Linked DNA regions of Macaca mulatta: region 2 is linked to region 1. A link is a contact called in public Hi-C data. All regions are on one chromosome and are shown on one strand. Each heading gives the region's core, a stretch centred on a gene start, on an enhancer-like site or on the middle of the called end of the contact. The rest is flanking DNA. Distances are from core to core; before and after follow the strand shown. Region 1 has its middle 310 kb from the start of PITRM1. Region 2 holds the start of KLF6 (KLF transcription factor 6).

Evidence for each region. Hi-C and Micro-C count contacts between places; a contact is called where the count stands out from the background.
Region 2: a Hi-C map of liver shows a contact between it and region 1, with 4 times the contacts expected there. The contact joins the promoter of KLF6 here to the enhancer-like site in region 1. A contact is called at or near these places in 5 of 14 Hi-C or Micro-C datasets (CD4 T cells, blood, cortical neurons and 2 more).

The regions. Positions count from the first base shown.
Region 1 is chr9:5,014,297-5,019,330 of T2T-MMU8v2.0, forward strand. No RefSeq gene overlaps it. Among named protein-coding and RNA genes, the nearest start is that of PITRM1, 310 kb to the left of the region's middle. Within about 2 kb of position 2,160, at least 3 of the 40 cell types and tissues checked have an H3K27ac peak or open chromatin away from gene starts, as enhancers often do. A contact at or near this core is called in liver, where this site is marked.
Region 2 is chr9:5,339,979-5,345,012 of T2T-MMU8v2.0, forward strand. It overlaps KLF6 (KLF transcription factor 6), which reads right to left and starts at 2,345. Exons shown (of 4, transcript XM_015146365.3): 1 at 2,049-2,345. The coding sequence starts at 2,150. LOC107000013 (a long non-coding RNA gene) reads left to right here and starts at 2,689. Exons shown (of 2, transcript XR_013397895.1): 1 at 2,689-5,034.

The DNA.
Region 1 (5,034 bases), core at 910-3,409:
ACATCGGGGAAAAAAATTCTGGATAAATGGATTGTACAGGAGTCTTGTTGAAGGCAGGTCAAAGTGCACAGATGTCAACTGAGGGATGGTGAGGAGTGAGGGATGTGATCAGCTATGAAAAGTGATTGGAATCAAGGGTAGGGGACTCCCATTAAACTGACTTGAGTTAGATTCTTGTTCTTAAGAAATAGGCCCAAGGACAGGCCTTGAAAGACAGCTTAGGGGAGGTTGACCAAGGTCGGGCCAGGGAGAGAGCCTTTTCAGTATTCAGGGTCTAGATTCCACAGTTGGATGGGCATTTTCATTGTTCAGACAGCATTATCTTTGTTTGCTAGTTTATTAAAAATAAAACATTTAACAAAACTCAAAATAATAATTTAAAAAGTTGGTAACCACTTGGTTTGTGTAGTATTTTATGTTTAGTGATGATCCTAAGTCTTAGCTTACAAATGTCCATGGCTAAGAAGAATTCCACTAAGGTGGAGATGCCAGTGCACCCACTGGGCACTCATTAATCAAGAAATATGTGCATAACTAACTAAATATGCTTTGCAATGCCATATATTGATACAAATAGGGGTTGGCAAACTTTATCTATAAAGAGCCAAAAAGTAAATCCTCCAAAGGCTGGGTGGTCTCCACGGTAACTGCTCAATGGTGCTGTGTAGACTGGAGCAGCCACTGAGACAAGAGCGCGTGGCTGTCTTCCCATAAAACATGACCAATTATGAATCTAAAGAGTCTATATGCTTGGGTGTGTAGGAGTCTTGTGTTTCTCTAGAAAACTGCGTGATCTAGAGCACACCCTTCAGCGTTATCAGAATTCAACCCTGTGCATGAATTTTGCATTCCTATGCAATTCTTTGTAAATTGTAGGCAACTTACAGAAGCAACAGGACAGATATGCAAATTCTGTACTTGCTGATAGTGGTTTCATTGACCTCTCCCTCCAGTTTCGTGCTTATTTGCAGCTGATCTCAATGTTCCTTTCCTGCATATATTTTATGTGTCGTTTTGATTTTTCCTTTGAATAGGTTATAACATCTATTTAATTCCCTCACATCCTACGAGTTAAATATATTCTTAAACACCTATTTATTTATATGTGTATGAGAATGATAATTTTACCTTTTTCTAAAAACTATTTTTTAACTGTGTATATCTGCGTGTGTTTAATGATCAGAAGTCATCTGTAGCTTTGGAACGAAGCCTTCCATTCAGATTAAATCAGTCTGGTATTTCGCAGGTGTGTGTAAGGCAGTTGTTCCTGTCCACAGTTTCGCAAGTGGACGGTGACAGCATTGTGTTTGCATAGCATTTTCAAAAGTGCTTTCCTAACCATAACCTCATGTGCTTCTTTCAACGCCTCTCTGGGCTTTGTTTGGACAAATGATTATCAAAATTTTATCGAGAAGGAAAGGGTGACACATAGAAACTTAAGTGGTTAGAGGAAGAAAAAAAAACAGGTTATAAAAGGATTTCTGCATCTTGTTGGAGAAAAAGCCTTATTGAAGATATTAAGCCTGGTAATCACTCACTCCCCTTCCTGTGTCTGAATTCTGACTGGGCAAGACAAACACTCTTCCCCACTTCTCTCTGAGAGCCTGGGATTAGCTCGGCTGCGCTGCCTTTTCCGGCGCAGCCTGAAGAGCACGTCACAGTTGAACTCTGGAGTTTACTTGGGTTGTTCTGTGTTTATGACAAGTATAGAACTCGTTCAAAAGTTACCAAAGCTGTACTTTTCTCATTCTCTGAGTCTCTCTCATCAGCAGGGTGAAGCTCTCATATTATCGTCTTTTAACTGTCAACCTGATGAGCATTTCTTAAACTGATCTCCTCTGGACACACGTTTTCCTGGCTGTGAGGACACAAGGCAACATGACTCTGACAAGCTGCAGCTCGGACCCGGCTCCTGTGGCAGCAAGAATGTGGCCACTGGCCCCAGAGTTTGGCTTAACATGGCTCTTCCTCTTCCTGAAAGTTATAGCAGGAAGCCGTTTTCCATGGTGCTTGTAAAACTGTAACTTCAGCATTACACAAACTTCAGGAATGAAAGCTCACCTGCGGGAACATGAGTTAATATAAACAGGGGTGCCTGGAACCACTGCTCACAGCTTACTCTCAGCAGCCTGCACGGGAGACAGGATAGGAACAGGGCGGCTCAGGCCCCAGCCACGGCACCGTCACAGAGCACGTGCCTCTTTCCTGTTTTCATGCATATGGCACATGCCAGAGGCAGCCTGGTCATTGAGTAGTCAGAGCTCCCCTCTGCTTTACACAACGTACGACACATCTGCACATTTTCTGGAATAATTATAGGGTGATTTTTCAGGGAACGTGGGTAGTGTTTCTATTTTCAACTTTAAGTTTCATGGAGGAAATTTTTAGAGTAAATGATGTGATGTATACGGCTATATTTCAGCTAAAATCTGTATTAAGTCGGTTTAAGATTTGAAGGAAGGAATAAGGAGATTATAGATTGGAGAATGATTTCTTAGGAAGTTTCTACAGAATCTAATCTTATCTCATTGACTGCTTGTACTTCTTTATTCAGAAACAACTAACAATATAGAGTTTTTCATCTTTTAGGAACCATTAGACTTTGTTCTTTTTTTTTTTTTTTTTTTTTGAGATGGAGTCTCATTCTGTCACCCAGGCTGGAATGCAGTGGCCTGATATCGGCTCCCTGCAAGCTCCGCCTCCTGGGTTCATGCCATTCTCCTGCCTCAGCCTCCCAAGTAGCTGGGACTACAGGCGCCCACCACCACGCTCGGCTAATTTTTTGTATTTTCAGTAGAGACAGGATTTCACTGTGTTAGCCGGGATGGTCTCAATCTCCTGACATTGTGATCCGCCCTCCTCGGCCTCCCAAAGTGCTGGGATTACAGGTGTGAGCCACCGCACCTGGCCTAGACTTTGTTCTTAAAAATGTAAAAACATCTATTTTTTTGCAGTTTTGCCTTTTGGCAATAAAAGTATCATTATATATAATATATCTTTAATACATATAATGCCATTAATAGATATAGACTGTACTAATGACTGTTAGAATATATAATATGTGTGTATATTATATATTCTATATTCTATAATATATAATATATAATATATAATATAATATATAATATATTATATTATATTATATATAATATGTGTGTATATTATATATTCTAACATTCAGTGTGTGTGTATATATATACACACATATTATATATTCTAACATTCAGTGTATGTGTATAAACATATACACACATTATATACTCTGATATTCATTAATAAAGTCTATATAGAGTGAAAATTGTGACATTTAGGTTCTTACTGGCTGAAGTCATTTTAAATATTCCATGTTAGTGTAACTTTTTGATTGTTCACAGACTATTCAGTGTCTGAAGTTGTTTTACTATCTTCAAGGGCAAAATGAAATTCTTTGTACACTTGTTGGGTTTTCTTTGTTTACCTTGAGGGCGAGCTGGTGAGGACTTAAAGGCAAGTTGAATGCGTCTGGTTTCAAATCCAATGAATGCAGCTCCCGGAGGCTGTGATTAAAAGGCGTTTGTGTGTTTTTTAGAAGCACATTGGAGATCTTTCACAAGCCCTTAAAGAAGTCAGGAATAAAACGTTGCAGCTTCCCAGGGAGAGAGCAACTCTGACCCTAAAAGTTAAAGTTACACCCCAGACGTGGAAAACAGGAAATTTCAGATGGTTTTTGGCAAAACACACAGCTCCACTCCTTCTCTTGGTGTGCTGAGTTTTCCCAAGTCTGTGTACTCCTTATAGTGCAGGGATTCTCCAAAGGCCAACATTTCAGTTCCAGAAAGAGCAAGAGCATCAACAGCAACAACCACAAAACAACTTTACCAAGAGCAAGCAAATTACAGCGTCTTGGGGGTTCCTCTGCAAATTCCACACCCATGCGGCGGGGCAGGACATCTGCCGGGCAGCTGGGGAATATCCTTCCCAGGGGTCGCGGGAGGCGCTGTTGTTCAGGAAAACAAGTTGTGTGTTTGTGAATGAGCGCACTTTGTGGTTCGTGTATTCAGGCAGGACAAACTACACCACGGGGTTGGGCAGGGCTGTGTGTGCTGGAAGTGTATGCTTCTTTGTTTTGTCAGCTTCCCGAGAGATCAGGGAGAGCACAGATATATCCCTTTTTCAGTTCAGAGGAAAACACCCAACGACAACCTCAACAAACACAACAACAACAGCGAGGACGAAGAGTGAGCCAGAAATTCCATCTGCATGAAGTGTGCTGGGAAAAGCCTGGCGAGAAATCCTGGTTGGTGAAAAACAGATTCGGTGCTTATTGTTTTGCTCTGTGAGTAAGTCACCAAAGAAATGTGGGCATGTGCCGTTGGAAAGAAAATAGACTTCCACAAAATGTATGAATCACTTTTGTTAATTGTCAAAGAAAATATGTATTAAGTGATTACTTAGCCCCCTGGAATTAAAACAAAATGAAAACAAACAAGCATCCTATGTCTCTCAATACTTTTAAAACTGAAGATGGCAAAATAATGCAAACCAAAGCCACCAGTGCATCTTGGCATGGTCAGCTGAGGAGGGCAAGTTTTCTGAAACCTTAAAAAGTATCTTGGTGTCATGAGCCTTAGAATTATTTGAAAGGCAGCCAACTCCCCTCTATCTTTCATTAAGCCTCAGAAAGGAATCCAGGGAGCTGGGGTTTGTGGAAGTTAGAATTTAACTGATGAGCCAGAGCTGCTTCTCCCCCGTGATAGGTCACCGTGAATCAGAGTATTTTGTGGTTGGCCTATTCAAACAGGCAAGCACTTGGTGGTTTGTCTTTTGTTTAATTTGTTACCAGATCCCACAAGATATTTTTCAACAGAATTTCAGAAAGCATCTTGGGAAATCCACAAAAATGGCCTGAGTCATCTAACCAGAAACAGTCCACACCACATCTGACTCTGAATGCCTGGCTTTTCTTTCTTTGGGGAGAAAGTTCTCAGCCTCAGTTGGATGAAAGGGCAGGGAAGTAGAGATTGATGTGGGGTTTACAGGGACATAAAGAGAAAT
Region 2 (5,034 bases), core at 1,095-3,594, 330 kb after region 1:
GCCCTTGCATGACACAGAACTTTAATTACTTCTACAGTGGTCAGAGAAAAACAAGGAACTTCAACAACAGGAGTGCAGAAATAATTCCAGCATGGCCATCTGCTATTGTGAAGGATGCAAGGGGAAATTACTCCACGGCCCTGCTGGGAGTCCCACAATGAACAAGAACTTTATCTACTGGCCAAGAGTACAACTGCATGAGTCATCACTCTGATTTCTTTCACGCAATGCCAAAGGAGACTTCCTTTTGAAATTCTGATCAGCAGCCCAATAAGGACCCAGTTCAAATGGACATGCAGTGTGGCATGGACAGCGCCCCTTCCCCAGCCCCGCAACCAACCTTTCAAGAAGCTACAACTGCCGAGATCAGCATCCCCTCTCCCCACCATTTCAAACTTTCTAGCCACTGGAAAAGAAAAATGGTAGGAAACATTTTAGGATTAAATTATGTCTGCCCTGATTTTCACGAGGATCAGTTGCCTGCATGTCCATATAAGGTTGTCTATACTACTGGCAATTCTACAAATTTCAGTTTCTACACCACTCTGCTCTGGTGAGCACATCATTTTTCCGGGCAGGGACTATACTGAGCACAGCCCACCCCGGGGGCTCAGGCTGACTTAGCAGTGTGCCTCTCTCCTGCCACAGGCAATCCCTCCCCCTCCCCAGGCTCGCACACAGCCAGTGTGAGCAAGCACACGGGAAAATCATGGTTTCCCCTTTCCCCCGAAACTAGGCGTCTGAGTTACAATGCACACTACAGCGTTCTGAAGAGGGGCAGCAGCGATATATCTAATTGATTTTCCAAAGAAAAAAGAAAAGCACATTTATGGAGATCTTGTTAAACTTTAATAATCCGGCTAATTTAAAATCTCCATTACGCTGATGAGCACCCGGGACCTGAACGAAGCTCTGGGAGAGTTTAAAAGCCTCCGAAGGCGACCAGGAGCCAGGTCTGGCCGTTTGCCCAAATCCCAAATGCCCGAAGGAAACTACTTAGATCAATTTCAATCACGTCCCAGGGAGCAGCTTCTTTGAGGAGAAAAAAAACAAGAGGGGGAGGGGGAAAAAGGCAGGAGAGGATTGTGAACAATTAAGCAGGCGTGTGAAGGTTGCAACACCCTGCATTTCATCCTCCTTAAAGCTTTCGAGGCTTGGAAACCCACAGCCTCTATTTGATCTGGCAATTCACTTTGTGACGAAAAACAAACAGCACAGCAGGGCAGGGAGACAACAGTAAACCCTCCTGCGATCGCTGGAGAGACAATGGGACGAGTGTCAGTCTCTCTCCCCTCGGGCGATGCTACCGATAAGCACAGGGACATGGTAAGTTTCTTAAAATTTCCAATGCCCCCAAATTCCAGTTCTACGACAACGTCGGAAACCGAGGTCCTTTTTCCCAAGCTAAGACTTGAAGCAGTTTGGACGGGCTCATTGTCACAAGACTGACAAGTCACTGGAGTGTACACAGTTTTGTTTATTTTTATTTTTCTTGGTCAACAAGAGAAGCACGTAAGACAAATAAGGCAGATCTAGGGGAAATGTTAGGCATTCCAAAGAGGGGAAAACACATTGGAAATGGTCTAGAGTTTTAAAAAACGAAAAAAATTAAAAATAAATGAGAGAGCTGGTCTACGTTCTGCTGGCAAAATGTGATATTTTAAAAAAAGCCGTTATGTACAAGCACCAAAAAGCAAAACAAAAACAAAATCTTAAAAAAAACAAAAAACAAAAAACAAAAACCTTGGCAGGCAGAGCAAGTTGGTCCCCATGACAAGCTCCAGCTGTGGCGCCTGGAGCAGGGACAGGCTCCGAACTCGTGCCAGGGGCTTGGCCGGGCTGCGCCGGGAGTTGGGGCTTCCCTGGGCGGACGCTGCTCGCGGGCTGAAGAATCGATCGGAGGGGGCGCTGCGCCCGATCCCCCGGTGACAGCGCGGGGCCCGGGCCCAGCGGACCGCAGGGAGCACCGGGTCTGAACCCCAAACAGCCGCCCCGGCCCGCGCCCCCTACCCCGGCGCCCGCAGGGAACCGCGGCCGGCTGCGTTTACCTGTTGCCAGTACTCCTCCAGAGACGGCAGCGCCGAGAAGTAGCCGGTCTCGTGCACGATCTGGAGCTCCTGGAAGATGCTGCACATGGGGAGCACGTCCATGTCGGGCCGGGTCGGACTGAGCCCGCGGTCGCGAGGGCGGCGAGGCGCGCGGTGGGAGCCGGAGCCGAAAGTCTCCCCGGAGCGCAGGTGAAAGTTTCATGCAAACTCCAGGCTCGCAGAGACGCCCGGCCGGACCCTCCCGCAGCCCGCAGCGCGCGGAGCCCACACAATATTTGCAAACACCGGACTGACTGCAAACGTAACCCCTGCAAAACTTCCCTATTCAAAGCTCCGCTGCCAGCCTCCCCCTCCGCCCCCGCCTGGCTCCCCCCACTCCCCCTCCCCCCACGTGACTCGCCCCGTGCCCGCCCCGCGCGCGGCCCAATCCCGTGGCTCCCGGCCCGGGGGCTGCGCGCCGATGATGTCAGCTCCGGCCAATCGCGGGCGGCGACACACAGCGGCCCCGCCTGGCGTGACCGAGACTCTCCATCACGGCCCGCACCATTGGTTCAATTCGAACTCTGCTCGTTCTGATTGGAGAGTGGCCTCGCAGGCTATTTTTAGCAGGGTATATAAGGCGCGGGCGGCGGCGCGCCGGAGGAGTCCGCGCTGTGAGGTGCGCGGCCGAGCGCTGTGCTGCACCTGCGGCCGGGGCTGAGGGATCCGGGGCTGGGAGAGCCCGGGCGGGCCGCGTCGCCCGTCCCCAGTCCCAGTCCCCCTTCCTTGCTGCCCGGTCCCGCCACCCCGCGCCCGTCCGGGTCACCAAGCCGGGCCCCGTCGCCGCGCGAGTCCCGGTTCCGGCAGCGCACCCCGCGGGCGGCCGCCCCGTCCTGCTTCTCTCGGCCGTCAGGTCCCGGGGCCGCCCCGTTCCCCCGTCCCCCTCTGTGCCCGAGGCCGCCCAGTCCCCAGCTGTTCCCTTCTACGCCCGGGGCCGCCCGGTCCCCAACTGTCCCCTTCTACGTCCGGAGCCGCCCGGTCCCCAACTGTCCCCTTCTACGCGTGGGGCCGCCCCGTCCCCTACTGTCCCCTTCTACGCCGCTCTGTTCCCCTACATCCCCCGGTCCCCCTCTCTTCTCTAACCTTGGGGTTCCCCTCTCTGTCCCCCTCCATCCCTGAGCCCCTCTCTGTCCCCATCGATTCCTACGTCCCTTCTCTCCCCTCTGTCCTCAGGTCCACCAGAGTGGGGGAGGGGAGCACGCAGGCTCCCCTTGGAATTGGGAGAAACGTGTTTATCTTGTAGAGGGCGATCTCAGCCCTCACCAAGGTTAACAGCTAGGTTTTCCCATGAATGTGTAAACAATTTAAATTAGGTGGAAGCCGACATTTAGTGTGTGTGTGTTTTTCCATATAAATTATCTCCGAAAATATACCGTCATGTTGATTTTTAAGAAAAATGTCGAGAACGCTAACCAGAGCATTTTAAAATCCAAAATGGGAAACTGAATTGTAACTGTATTATAGTTTTTGTTTCAAAATAAGAGTTTAACGGACACTAAACATTTTGAAAGAATGGACTAGGAAAAAAAAAAAAAGGGTTTTGTATGTTTAATTTTAGAGAGTCCGGCAGAAGCCTGTGGCTTAAGACTAGGTGGGGACCTTAGTGAGTCTGGAGTGGAGAAGGGTGGTTTGTCTTGTACCTGTGGTATGTGGGCTGTGAAGGTTGTGCAGAGTGAATTGACAGTGTTCTTGGCCAGTGTTCATCACATTTACCCCAGCAACCGAGAGCCAGGACCAGCCCTCCTTGGGGACCTGTACCTTAACTGTTTCTAGGAATGCAAATGGCTTTGTTTTGAACCATCTACAGATTTACCCAAGTGCCCACTGACCGGGCCCCAGTAACTGGCAGCCAAGAGCGTTTGGGCAGCCGTTGTGTTGGGGGCAGGGTTCGCTCAGTAATTAGCGCTTGTGACCTTGGCCCCACTAGTTCCAAAGTAAGCAGGAGTGTGGAGCAAGTCCCCCGCTGAGGGCCAGGCACCCTGGATCAGGGGGAGCCGGAGATGAAGGGGAAGGCTCTGTGTGGGCCAGAGAGGCCAGGATGGCTGCCTCTGCAAGGTGTGTGGGCGTCCTGGTGAGCGGGTGTCCCAGCTTATCTTTGGGACAATTATTAATTGTCAATGTTTTTTAATAAATCCACATTCGTATAAAATTTAAATTCATCCTTGTCTCTTAACATACCTTGTCCGGCAGTATGAAGATTATATCGTTTATTTTTACAAGAGGGAACCTGATTAGTCATAATGCAGATACAGTACAATAGGCATTGTCGTTTTCAGAAAAAAAAAAAAATTTAAAAACATGGTACGTATGAACACTAAATTTCAAATAGAATAGATCCCATGGCATCGTGCTGCACTCATTAACCATTTAACACATATTAGTCACACCCTATGACTGGCCAGGTATTGGTACACAGAAATTTACAAAACAGGCACAGGTAGGCTGCCAGGAGAGTGCTGATGTTTGAAAACAAAAGTCCTTATTGCTAGTACCTTACATCCACAACTGGATGTAACCAGTTGGTGAAAAAATATTTTCTTTGATGTGACAAAGAATATATGCATTGCATCTGAACACTAATAGCTGCACCTGATTTTTTTAAGAAGAGCAACAAAGAATCACAGAGGGCCAGATTAATTCAGAAGGGGGAAGTATGGCAGGATATAAAAAGATGATGAACTTTACCCTCTAGTTATCCACCCTGTGCGCATGTCCCTGGTCACGTTATTTAAATAGGAGATTAAAATGGCCGTTAGAATGAGTTTGGTATAATCAGAAGAAATAATGGATTAAAATCCCTGCTTGGTAGCAAATAATAGTCATTCAATAAATTGAAGGCAATGTTTACTTGATCAACATTTAGCCATTTCTAAGTTTGCTCTTGATAATTATTTGATAATCCCTCGCCCCTTTTTTAACAGATGAGTGAATGCAGACAGAAAAATGA